Linked DNA regions of Ovis aries: region 2 is linked to region 1. A link is a contact called in public Hi-C data. All regions are on one chromosome and are shown on one strand. Each heading gives the region's core, a stretch centred on a gene start, on an enhancer-like site or on the middle of the called end of the contact. The rest is flanking DNA. Distances are from core to core; before and after follow the strand shown. Region 1 overlaps AKT3 (AKT serine/threonine kinase 3). Region 2 overlaps SDCCAG8 (SHH signaling and ciliogenesis regulator SDCCAG8).

The links. A called contact is a pair of places that touch in the nucleus more often than the background predicts.
Region 2: a Hi-C map of hypothalamus shows a contact between it and region 1, with 4 times the contacts expected there. The contact joins two enhancer-like sites. A contact is called at or near these places in 2 of 16 Hi-C or Micro-C datasets (hypothalamus and tail adipose tissue).

Annotation. Positions count from the first base shown.
Region 1 is chr12:32,709,742-32,715,988 of ARS-UI_Ramb_v3.0, reverse strand. The region is part of intron 3 of AKT3 (AKT serine/threonine kinase 3); the gene reads right to left. Among named protein-coding and RNA genes, the nearest start is that of AKT3, 85 kb to the right of the region's middle. Within about 2 kb of position 4,803, at least 11 of the 54 cell types and tissues checked have an H3K27ac peak or open chromatin away from gene starts, as enhancers often do. A contact at or near this core is called in hypothalamus, where this site is marked.
Region 2 is chr12:32,928,568-32,935,032 of ARS-UI_Ramb_v3.0, reverse strand. The region is part of intron 14 of SDCCAG8 (SHH signaling and ciliogenesis regulator SDCCAG8); the gene reads left to right. Among named protein-coding and RNA genes, the nearest start is that of SDCCAG8, 220 kb to the left of the region's middle. Within about 2 kb of position 2,007, at least 13 of the 54 cell types and tissues checked have an H3K27ac peak or open chromatin away from gene starts, as enhancers often do. A contact at or near this core is called in hypothalamus, where this site is marked.

The DNA.
Region 1 (6,247 bases), core at 3,554-6,053:
ACTAATACAGTATACTAACACATATATACATGGAATTTAGAAAGATAGTGATGATAACCCTGTATGCGAGACAGCAAAAGAGACACGGATGTATAGAACAGTCTTTTGGACTCTGTGGGAGAGGGCGAGGATGGGATGATTTGGGAGAATGGCATTGAAACATGTAAATTATCATATGTGAAACAAACCACCAGTCCCGGTTCGATGCATGATACAGGGTGCTCAGGGCTGGTGCACTGGAATGACCCTGAGGGATGGGATGGGAAGGGAGGTGGGAGGGGGGTTCAGGAAGGGGAACACATGTACACCCATGGCAGATTCATGTCAACGTATGGCAAAACCAATACATTGGCAAAACCAATACTTTACTTTATTGTAAAGTAAAAATAAATAAAATTTTTTAAATTTAATTTGATTCAGAAAAAAAGTAAAAAATAAATAAAACAGAAGTTTAGGGCATATCTATACCATAAAATAAGACACCAAAAACACTGATTTTAAAATATTACACTATGGTAACACATGTAGGAATTTTCGAGATGACCTAGGTCAATTCCTATTATATAAAAAAAAAACAAAAACAGGCAATTTGCTCAAGGTTGAAAACCAGGTGGCAACAGATACTAGCAGTCAGCTCTCCAGGATGAGAGATTGCTCATTTTACTGCTGCACTGTCTTCCTGCCCATCTCACTGGTACGAGGAATGGAGACTTTACTATTTAACACTTCCAGGGATTTCCTAAATGATGCCTTTCAAGTTGGATTCAGTGAGTTCAAGGCATATAATAATTATATAAAATGAGTATCAACAGTACTTAGAGTATTTATCTTGAAAACAACTTTCAAAAATCAATGCATTAAACTTACTGTGTGATCATTTCACAATATATACAAATATTAAATCATTATGTCCTACACCTGACATTAATACAATGTTATGTCAATTATATCTCAATTTAAAAACCCATTATGTAGGCCTGCAAAAAACTAACTTAGCAAAATCTGCACCAACTCTGGAATATAACTTTAATACATGTTATCAACAAACTGCAAAAGCACAAATTCCCAATGTGGAACCAAACTGAAAAGATCTTTCACTGAACAATTTTTCACTTTGCTTTACTTCTATTTTCCTAGTTCAACATTTATTTTATTAAATTCAAACACAGGTAGTACTTTATATTCAAACATATTTCTCTCTGTATCTTTTTTCCCATATTTTAACATTCATCAGTTGAATGTTAAATTACTACTACTCGCCTATCAGTTCCATGTCTTTTTAGAGCTTCCCAATTACAGCTGGACAGAGAAGCCTGGCAGGCTACCGTCTGTGGGTTCGCAAAGAGTCAGACATGACTGAGAGACTACCACACACAATTATAGCTATGTTATGTATTTTCAAAATATTTTCATAATATGTGAATCATATCCTATTTAATCAATTAAATATATTCTATCTTTGTATTTCAATGGATAAACATGATTTATCTTGAGTGATTTTTTTTCCGGTCTAAAAATTACCAATACAAGCCTATAGATGATAAGCTGGTTAAAGCAAAGCAAAAAAAAAAAACTTTTAGAGACAATTTCTTGTCAACCAGTTTATCAGGGCGTTAAGTCATTAACTGCCACTTGCTTGGGTTACCTGTACTTACTTTTTTAAATAGAGAACATAATAAGAGCTGAAGAAACTTCAAGGTTTGATAACTAGACCATAGTTAGACCTGCAGATTCAATCTCTGATTCCGAACACTTTACTGAGAAGCAAAGGAATCCCATAAGTAACCTCTGGATACTTACTGCCTGTTGATATAGACATTTTTAAATTTAATAAATGAGTTAAAGCGAGTAAGGCATCACAGAAGACAGAGAGAGTAAGAGAGATCGAGAGAGTGAGAGAGGTCACAGTATCTCTCCCTTGATAATCTCCATTAAACTTTATGGATATGTTTAGAACGAAAAAGAATTAGGAGGAACAGAGGATGAAAAAGGCACCAGAAATTTTCAGCCCTATATTTTACCACTGGAGAATTCTTACTGTCTAGAAGACCATGAGCATAGGGGTGGGATGAGGCGGGGTACCAGGACAGGAAAGGCACAACTGCAAGCTGCCATGCTGAGCTTACAAACAATCATCAAAAGGGGCTTTGGGAGCTCACCAGCTGCAAAGTTTTTGTATTAGGCTGTGATTCCACTGGGAGGATGGGAGCCCCTAAATAATGATGTCAAAAGAGTTTTTACATGCCCAAGAAGCTATTTTAAGCAAACAAAAATCTACATTTGTTTCTAATGGAGGTTAAGGCCTTTAGGGATTAGAGCTAGAGAGTGTAGATGGCCATTATCTAAATAAACTTATTATTCCCAGTACAACAGAGGAGTATATTCCTAAAAAGGAATATATAGCATTTTCACTGTAAAGCTTCAAAGAAATGAAATGTCAGAAAAAAGTTTCATTTTGACAATTATTATGAAAGTGAATTTAAGAATTAAAAAGTGACTACTGGAAAATTCCCAGAATTTCATTAATGGAACATTGCTGCATCACAGTTGAATGCTTTTTTTATTACAGAGGTTATAACCATGACTAGTTCCATACAATTTTGAGAAAGTGAAATTATGATGCAACTGCTGGGAAGTTTTTACAGACCTCCTTTCCTGTTTACCATCCTACCTAGTACACCTCAGTAAGTGCAATGTTCATGTTTACCTGTCTAAAAAGCAAAATAATTTTTTTTCAAGAAAAGGAAGATATCTTCAATTAATAGACCAAAATATTACCTAAAAACATCTGGTCTTAAGAATCCATGAAAAAAATAAGTGTTTTTCCAATCAAGGAAAAATCTTTTGTAAAATTCTCAAAGCAAACTGCATTTGCATCTTCAGCCTATTTCCAGTTATTCCAAATAATGTGCTTGTTTCCTTCTTTGCAGCTTACCAACTCTATGCCAGAGGTTCTGTTCCTAGCATCTTGATGCAAAGGGCTCTCCTGATTACTACTTGTTTATAGATTATGATGATGCTAGCAAACAGGTGCCTTTCCAAAGGAAAGTATTAATATTACAAGGGGAAGTACCACAGAAAATCACCTTAAAATATAAACTGACTTTGTCCATAAACACAATGAAATTCAAGAGATAAATTTAAAATAGTGTATAGATTTTTGCAAACATGGCTAAAAATCATTTAAGATCATAACAGATCACAAGCTAACTTAAGGGTCAGCAATAAAAAGTTATATAAAAAGCATTGTGTTATATTGTTAGGCATTATCACATGCAGAAAGCATGACTACACTTTTTCTACTATAATGGTTTTCAAATTGTTTATATTAAACACTCCTCAGGCTCCTCAGTCTAATGAAGAAAAACTAACATAAATGAAAACATAAGATTATAAACAGATCCTGAAACATATATAGTGTGCCTGGGTATTGTTTACATGTTTCTGAGAAAGTCAACATGGTTTGTCAGTTTGTCTGTTTTCCCGCATGCTTGTTAAATAATTATATTGCAAAGTTGCTCAAAATTGTTCAGAGGTTTTGAAAGAACCAAGTTGAAAAGCCCTGTGGGAAGGCAGAAGTCTGATAAGCTTCCTGAACATGACTCCTTTCTTTGAACAAGAAGATAAAGAAGCAGAACTACTTGGTGATCCTATCTGGGATAGGGAACAAGAATGAGATTTTTTTTTTTTTTAAGCTGAATAGATACTAACCATTCCTTAGAGTTGAGAACAGAAAGGCCACACAAGCAAAACTTCAAGTCACAGTATGGTATAGACATGCACAATCTTGAGCACTTAGTAACAAGCAGCTTTGTTAGTCCTCTTGAAAACTCATTAGTCCCTATAAAACCACAACCAACCTGGCAAACAACTAATATAGTATTAAGAAAAGAAAATGCCTGCAAAAATCCAATATAGGATTTCAGAAAAATTTAAAGCTCACTAGAGAAATACTTCCTGGTGGCTCAGACAGTAAAGAACCTGCCTGCAATGCCAGAAATCCCAGTTTCATTCCTGGGTCGGGAAAATCCCCTGGAGAAGGGCTAAGCTACCCACTCCAGTGTTCTTGGGCTTCCCTGGTGGCTCAGACAGTAAAGAATCAGCCTGCAATGAGGGAAACCTGGGTTTGATCCCTGGGCTGGAGAGATCCCCTGGCAGAGGGTATAGCAACCCACTCCAGTGTTCTTGCCTGGAGAATCCCAGGGACAGGGGAGCCTGGTGGGCTGCCGTCTATCGGGTCACACAGAGTCGGACACGACTGAAGTGACTTAGCAGCAGCAGCAGCAACATAGTAAAAATGAATCAATAATGCAAAGACAGTATTAATCACATGGAATTTTCACGGTTTGCTTTTGTCCTAAAAGAGGTTTTCTCTGGACGTAGCTGTACAACTAAGATACCTGGATTAGAACTAATTAATCTGTGTAAACTCTGTAAAGACTGCCTATTTATTTAGGCACATCTGACTTTCAAAGCTCTGTATCTTGAGGAGAGTAGTTTAAATTTGCCATGTGAATCACAGTGACATCTAGTGGCAACTCTGTTGAACAGTACCCATTTGGTACTTCATTTTCTAAGAAACAGCAAAGAACAGTGCCCAGCAAAATGGGGCGGGGGGGGGGGGGGGGCGCTGCACTCAAATACTGCTGAAGGAATGAACTACTCTGTCGTTAGTATTTTAAGCGAATATTTCAATTTTCCTACTCCCACTGAACTTCCTCCTTCCTTTTACTTACCATTTCCAGTCCTGCAATCTCCAGTTTTCTGTCTGCAAGTTCCCTTCTATCCTTATTCACGTGTCTCCTTCTCTATAGAATCCTTGGTCAGTCTCTATTTTTCTCATCTAGTTTTTCTTTCACTGCACACATTATATCACTCTCAGTGTGCTATTCAATCTATTTTCCATGTAACTGTTCTGAGCAATGATATATTAAATCATGAAACTAAGCCAAAAACAAAAAAAACTACACTATAATTCATGTAACCCTGGGAAATTAACTCATCTCTTTCTGACTGGACCATCTATCAAGTCAAATAGATAATGATTATTTACAAAAAAGCAGACATCTTCTTTACCCTATTCAAAACTGTCTCCTCTAAATGCCAACTCTCTCATCCTGTAATGACCTTACTTCCTAGAAAATATGGAAACTGCTGAATGCAAATAATCTCAGGGCTTCCCTGGTGGCTCAGTTGGTAAAGATCTGCCTGCAATGCGGAATACCTGGGTTCGATCCCTAGTCTGGGAAGATGCCTTGGAGGAGGGCATGGCAAACCACTCAAGTAGCCCTTTTGGAGAAACCCCATGGACAGAGGAGCCTGGTGGGCTGCAGTCCATAGGGTCTCAACTTTCCATTTGAAAGAGTCTCTTTATTTGGAATGCTGTATTTCAAAGGAGGATGTATATATTCTCCTTTTCAAGGGCTATCCTCTGTTCTTCTGTTACCTATAAAAATCTTATATCAATGATTATATCTCCCTTGAATCGTCAGAATTTCCCTCTGTATTCTGACTCTTTCCCTAACCTATGAACATGCTCACCCCATTCAAGCATCATCTTTCTTGACCTGCTACAATGTTTTCTTTACTTATATCAAAAATAACTCAAAAGTAACAATGTATAATGACTTTCTCCATTTCTTCCATATCCACCTTCAACTCTCTGTAATTTATCATCACTATTCTACTGAAACTGGTCTCTACAAGGTCATTATTGAAACTGTCATTAATGACCTCTTTTCAGGCCTCATTCATAAATCCATACATGTGGATAACTGCTATTGCTTAGCTTCTATGGCACAGCAATCTTTCTAGCTTTTCCAACCTCCTTCATAACTCTCCCTGCCTACACTCCTCAGATTGTCTAAATGCAATATGGACTTCCATTTATTTCAATAGAAAGAGGCAAAGAAGTATTTCTATGAATAAAGCGGTTCAGTTACTAAACGGAAATTAATCTGCCTACGAACTCAGCCCAAATTTACACTCTGCTGATCTGCCCCACTTCTTCAAAATACTACTTTAAACCTCTTTCATTTAAATTTATCCCAATAACTTCCAATCATAATTTCATTATCTCTAATAATCCAAACTTTACACGCTACTGATACTAACATATATTTTATGTCATCTTTAGATGTGTCCTAAGTCTTCCTTATTTCACACAAGTTACTTGCAACTACTATATGCACCCCTATCCTGCCACTCTCCTTTCTTCCACCCCTCCCTTTCTTACCCTCTCTCCTGA
Region 2 (6,465 bases), core at 758-3,257, 220 kb before region 1:
AGCAATGCCTTCCCTTAGGCTTTGAGACCCCGCTCCCCTTCTCAGGGGCAGTGAGCTCAACTGCACAGGTCCCAGAAAGTGGGGTCAAGCAAGAAACATTAACATCCAGGTTAAAAATGAGTTGGCCGTGGTATACTGTAGGAAATGGGAGGCTACCTTCCTTCTACGACTTCTATCACGGGAACACTGAGCAAGGAAGACACATTCTAACTTATTTTGCTTTGTGATGATGTAGTCTTCCCCCCACTCCAAAAGCAATGAAGCCTAGAGCTTGTGTGACTGGGCTGCAGTAGAAGAAGAGGACGCAGCGATCTGACATCTGAATGTTTTCAAACTGTCATTATGTTTACGTACTTGTGGCTGAGGCATTTGATTTTTAATGTCTCGAGGTCATCAGGGAATAATTTGAAGATAGTTACCAACTTTTTCCTAAATAGCTGTTTTGCATAGGGATAATAATGTTACCCAGAAATTTCAGATGAAGTGCTATTTCATTTTTTGTGTGAATTTTTTTCATTTATACTAAAAAATTATTCCTATCTCATATACATAGATTAAAAACATTCTTTTTTTTTTCATAACTCATTTCATACTGAACACAGTATTAGGCTATTCTTACTCTGTCATCTGAATTTAGGATCAAGGGCATGGGGGTTGTCTGTGGAAAGCATAATTTTGATTATCTACCAATTGGAAGAAACTGCCACTTCAGTTCCTTTTACCATCCAAGTGTACCCTGGTCCCAAATTTGTCAGCATTAGAATTTCTTGAAACAATGCAATTAAACTGCAACATATTTCCTAACATTCTTAATTAAGACAGTAACTGGAAAATGTAGATTAACAGAAGTTACTGTTTTTATCAACATATTTTCTTTCTTTCCCTCCACCATCACATCCCCCTCCCCCCACTCTTTTTTGCTTTTAAATGTCTGATGTCAGTTTCGTCCACATGTACATTATGCACATGGCACCAAAGAAACAAAGTAAAAAATTCTCTTTTAATTCTGAGCTGCACGCCCAGCGCCACATGCACTGTCTGTTACATGTCGCTTCTTATGAGGTTCATGCTGGGAGTTTCTTTTTAAAGGCAAAGTGTTTCTGAAGGAAAGAGTTCAGGTTGGGCAGATTGTGTTAGAAAAATCTCACTGTCTCTGAGTGGAATTAATATACTGATTATTCTGTGCAGGCTCAAACTGGCAGCGTGTGCAAAGTTCAAGAGTGTCTGGGAACTGAAATATGGAGGAGAATTCGGGAGAGTGAGCAGAGACAAAGAATTGGAAGTAGGGTTTTAGAAGTGAAACTAGTGGTAACTTTGCAAGAAGGGAGAGGGAATTCAGGCATGAACAACTGTGTCATCAAGCAGGACATTTTAGGGTTGATCATAAAAGTCAGTTTAGTTATTGGATGAGAACAGGGGAAAATTAAAGACATATCATACCCAGCACCTTTTAAATTTCCATTTCTTTAAGATATTTGCCAGTTTCAGTTAAGTCACGTGAGAAGCTTAATCACTAACATAGATATTAAAATGGGTTGTAATATTTCTTCAGCGTCTCTATTAGCAAGTGTTTTTTTTGTTTGTTCAATTAAAATTTGAGTCCCCCATGATCAGCAAACTGATTAATTTTTGTTATTGTTTACAAATAAGGAATTGAATGTAAGAAAAGCAAACAATCACTCAGCACTTTCCCATCACAAGGAAACTTTTTCCACATTGCTTCTCAAGGGAAATAAATTGGGACGTGAGCTTGGAGTTAATGAAGCTTTCATCCGTTTCCCTCCTTCAACTGCCATCTCAGCTTAATCCTCTCCTTCTGCCAAAGTCCAGAGGCCTTGCGAGCCCCCGCGGAGCCTCCGGAGCCAGATGCCGGCCAGTGGGTCTCCCCCGCCCCGCCCCGCCCCGCCCGCGGCCGGCCCGCCCGAGCACGCGGCGCCCCACCGCCGGACCCGGCCGAGCCGCAGGGAGGGCGAGCCGCTAGGCTGCGCGGGGCCCACTGCGGCGGCGGCGGCGGCGGGAGCCAGAGCGGCAGGCCGCCCTGCCCTCTGCGGGCGCCTGAGCGCAGGTGTGGGGCGCCAGAGGCACTCGTGGAGCCCGGCCGACCCTTCAACCCGCAGAGATATCATTGCCCGGCACTGGGTGGGACCCGAGCAGACGGCTCCCTGAAGCGCCGTGGCCCCGGAAGGCTTTGCCTGGGCTCTTGGGACGGGCGAGGCACGGGAAAAGACTCGTCCTGGGCATGCACAGCCGCTCCTGAAGCCATCTACAGAATCTCACTAAAACTCTCTAAGATGAAGCCTTTTATTGGTGGCATCTAGGATGGGAGGGGGGGTAGGGGGACCTACCTTCTCTTTGGCAGTTGCTCTTTTCTAAAGGAGGAAATTATCTCTGGGGTTCACGACTTGGGATACAGAGTCCTCCCATCACTCTGGGGGTTAGGGTTTGGAAAGATGTCAGTATCCTGCCCACTTAGGGGTGGGATACAGCCTGAGCAGAGCAGCAGAGTAAGGCTGCAGGACCACCCCCACCTGCACCCCCCAGCACACAGCCCTGCTGTCTCTGTGTCCTGGAGCCCTTCATCCCCTCTGGTCACTGGCTGTCAGGGCAGTGATGTCTACTGCCCTTAACCTTGCTTCCCCCACCGCAACCACTAAGGAACTGCCATCTAAAGATTAAATGCTGGATGGACGATTTAGCATGTCTGGGGTTTTCTCTTAAAATCTGGGTACTGTGGGGTGTAGAGATTCCTCGTGGGACTCAGGTACAACTCTGTGCCCACTGCAAGGGGCCTGCAGTGTGCTGCCTTTTGTCACGCAGAGTACTTCTCCCCCCCACCCCCACCCCAAGGCCTCTCCTTTCCCTTTTCTTCCGCCCATCTTATTCAGGGCCCCCACCCTCTCTGAGACCATCCTGTGGTGATACCCTCAACCCTCTGAGTTGAATCCCATCTCCCTTGCTATTTCAAAGACTGCATGTTTTGTTCACACAGATGACTTCTGCTTGGAGCACCTAAAAGTTGATTGATGACAAAGAGATGGTGCTAGACATTTTTATTCCAAAGCAATCTCAGTGTCTGTTCTCTCTGCCATCTTCCTCAAGGCCACACGAGCTACATGGGGCATTTTGTTTACTTGTGCTACTTAAAAAAAAAAAAAAAAGAGTATGGAGTGTTAGAAGCCTGGACTGGTTCTCTTGCCACTTCTTAAAATTCAGAATTTTGCAGCCTGAACACGAAACAGTTGATGTAGTTGGTTCCTTCTCTCCCACGATGGTGCATAAATGGGCAGGATCTGACTTCTGTGCTGTTTGAGCCCACTAGCAACCACATGAACCCTCCGGCAAGCCTAATCACTCTGATCTGCCATGGACCTTCTAGCTGGAAGAGTTATGCCATCATATTATCCCAACACTCTTCACTGTATGGAGGATCCCCTTTTACTAAATGATTTATTACTCTTAGCAGAATTCCTTTGGCCGCACATTTTATTTCTGAGTCACTCTGTTCAGCTCAATTGGTCGCCTTCAGTTACCGTGGCAACCAGCAGATGGGGTTCTTTGACAAGGGTCAGCGGGGAGGCTGCCTCAGTATAGATGGGAGAGATGCTAAATAAAAAAGCTCTTAGCATTGACAGTTCTGTAGTGGATGGCCAGGAGTAGTTATCGAATTACTTGCATTAAAACCTAATTAAACGTGTGCCACTAAGTGGTGACTGAATCCGGTTACTTACCCGCCAGGGGCTCACTCTCATTTCATCATACCTCTGTGACCAGTCTGACTACCTCAAGGGTGGGGCTCTCCAGCGGAAGGGATCAGAAGGATCCTCACTGCAGTGTGGAATCTAACACTCCAGGACCACTCGGCCCCAGGAGGATCCCCTCAGAACAGACTCTTCCTGAAAATGCCATAAAGTGCAAGTTTTCATAAGTATGGAATGATTTCTAAATAACTAGTTTTTGAAGAGAGTGCTCAGGCTTGGGTTTAGGCCAGGTGTGGCAGGACAGGTGGTGTGGGCTTTTCTGCTGTTACTTTTAAGTGGCCCGCCTGGATTCTACTCTGCAAAGATTGTGATTTTCAACAGTTTTCAATCCCCTGTCCTGTTTTTCTTTGCACAGTGGGGTGATGCTTACCATGACCCTGCTCTTGCTTTATAAAGAACTGATTAAGGATATCTGAGACTTAAGGCAAACGGTGTTGGTTCATCAGAGTCTGAGATTCTTGCCATGTCAGCTCCTATGCCCGCTGTTTCTCTGATGTGGATTCCTTATGAGGCTCAGTCCTCCAAGGGAATTACAAGCTTAGCTGGTCAGATAGCACATGCACTTTAAGACTGCAGGGTAGCCACCCAGCAGATATTCCTAGCTGACCTGAGGGGAAACTCTGCCTCCTTTGCAGAGGCAACTGTGTTCTCAGCAGTTGGTGCAGTAGAGAGCTGGCAACACTGTCAGGGGCTCCAGGGCAATGCCAGGGCCCTTCGAGTGCTCTTCTCCGGCTTGCCCAGGGTCCTGTGGCACCAGAGCGGCCTCCAAGGAGTTTTCCAGGCTGGTTTTGGGGCCTTCAGCCTCTGGTTCCTGCCCCCTTCATGCCAGTGCCAGGCTGTGGACTAGGTCAGTGTGGGTCCCAGACCAAGGATTAAAGAACAGAGGTTGAGAGTGTTTAGAAACTGTAATCACGATTAGGTAGTACACCGGCGTTTTATTTGTCTTTCACAGAACTATCAGTCTGCAATCGAGGGGAAGTGAAAAAACAACTGCAAACCCCAATGTTCTCAGTTCTCTTCACTGAGCTAGTTAAGGAAGCACTAAGCTAGAGAATGCCTTCTTTTCCCACCCCGGTGTTAAAAAATGGTTGTGGCAGCCGTTTCTCAGTACATTGTCCAGTGTGTCACCTTCCTAAGGTCCTTGCCTAAAATCCTTATTTTTCAGTATGGAATAGAAGTCGGGCCTTTCAGAAAATGCTGAAATGGGTTTTGAAATGCTGCCGAGCACTAGATCTGGAGTCAAGAGATATGGGTTTCAGTCCCAGATTGGCTCTGGACAGTCCGTGTGACCTTGGATAAGTCACCTGTACTCTCTGGGCCCCAGATTCACCGTAATGGGCAGGACTGAATGGCCTCTAAGGCGCCTCTCAAGTCTAACACGACCTGACCCTTTTGAAGAGAAGAGCAGGGGTCTTTTCCTCACTGCTCTCCTAAGCCACCACCTGCTTTACTCCACAGGCACCGAAGGCTCACTGGAAATTAGAGAGAATGAAAAATTAAAGTGCCTGTTGTTGTTCAGTTGCTAAGTCATGCCTGACTCTTTCGAGGCTCCATGGACAGTATTCCGCTAGGTTCCTCTGTCCATGGGATTCTCCACCCCATGGAGTGCGTTGCCATTTCCTATTCTAGGGGAACTTCTCAACCTAGGGATCCAACTCGTGTCTCCTGCCCTGGCAGGCAGGTTCTTTACCACAGAGCCACCAACAAAACCAATAAGTGGGGGTCCTCACAGGAATGTAAATTGTCTTTATCAGAAATGTAAACTCTCTCCAGAATTGCATGACCATTAGAATGAATTTCTCCATTGAAACCGTTATTGAAAAGGGTAGATTTGAGCAAAGGATATTTAAACAGCAAACCAGCCATAGAAACTGCCTGAATTTTCTAAGTGAGGATAACTGGCTAGAGTGTGTTCCAGCTTGCTGAGCACACGGCTTATTCTCACTGATTCTGTACGGCCACAGTAATGAAAGAGAATTTCATAAAATGTGGCAGCAATTTTTAAGCACTGGAACAAAGTGTACAACTTTAAATTAATATGGTTTATTCACCAAATTAATTACCTAGAGCAGTAATTAGGGTAATTGGGTTTTCAAAACTTTGACTTGGGCAACCTAGGTGTACTGTTCCAACTACATAGCTGGCAGTATTTGAAGACAGGAACACAGTAAAATTCTGTAAAGTCATAGGATCATAGAAGTTTGGGAGTTCAAAGAGAACTTAGTCATCTTCTAGCCCAGGGGCTGGCAAACTTTTTTTCTAGAGGGTCAAGTGATAAATATTTTAGGCTCTATGGCCATATGGCTTCTGTCGCAAGTCCCCAGCTCTGCTGCTCCTGTGCAGAAGCAGCTGTAGACAGTACGCGAGTGGAGCGTGGCTGTGGTTCAGCGAAAGTTTATTTAGGGGAACTGGAAGTTGAATTTCATTGGATGTTCATGTCACAAAACATTGTTTTTCTTTTTATTTTTTCAGTCATTTAAAAAATATATATTAAAAATATTCTTAACGTACGGGTTGTACAAAAACAGTGGACCAGGCTGGACTTGGCCTGTGGTGTGAAGTTTGCTGATCTATTTCTAGCTTATGCTGTCATTGCATATGCGAGGAAATTGAGATCCAAAGTGATCACACGATTTCCCTAAGTTTGTATGACTGGCAGCAAAACTTAGGAGTAGACTAGGATAGTTTTCATGGGCTGATTTGATGA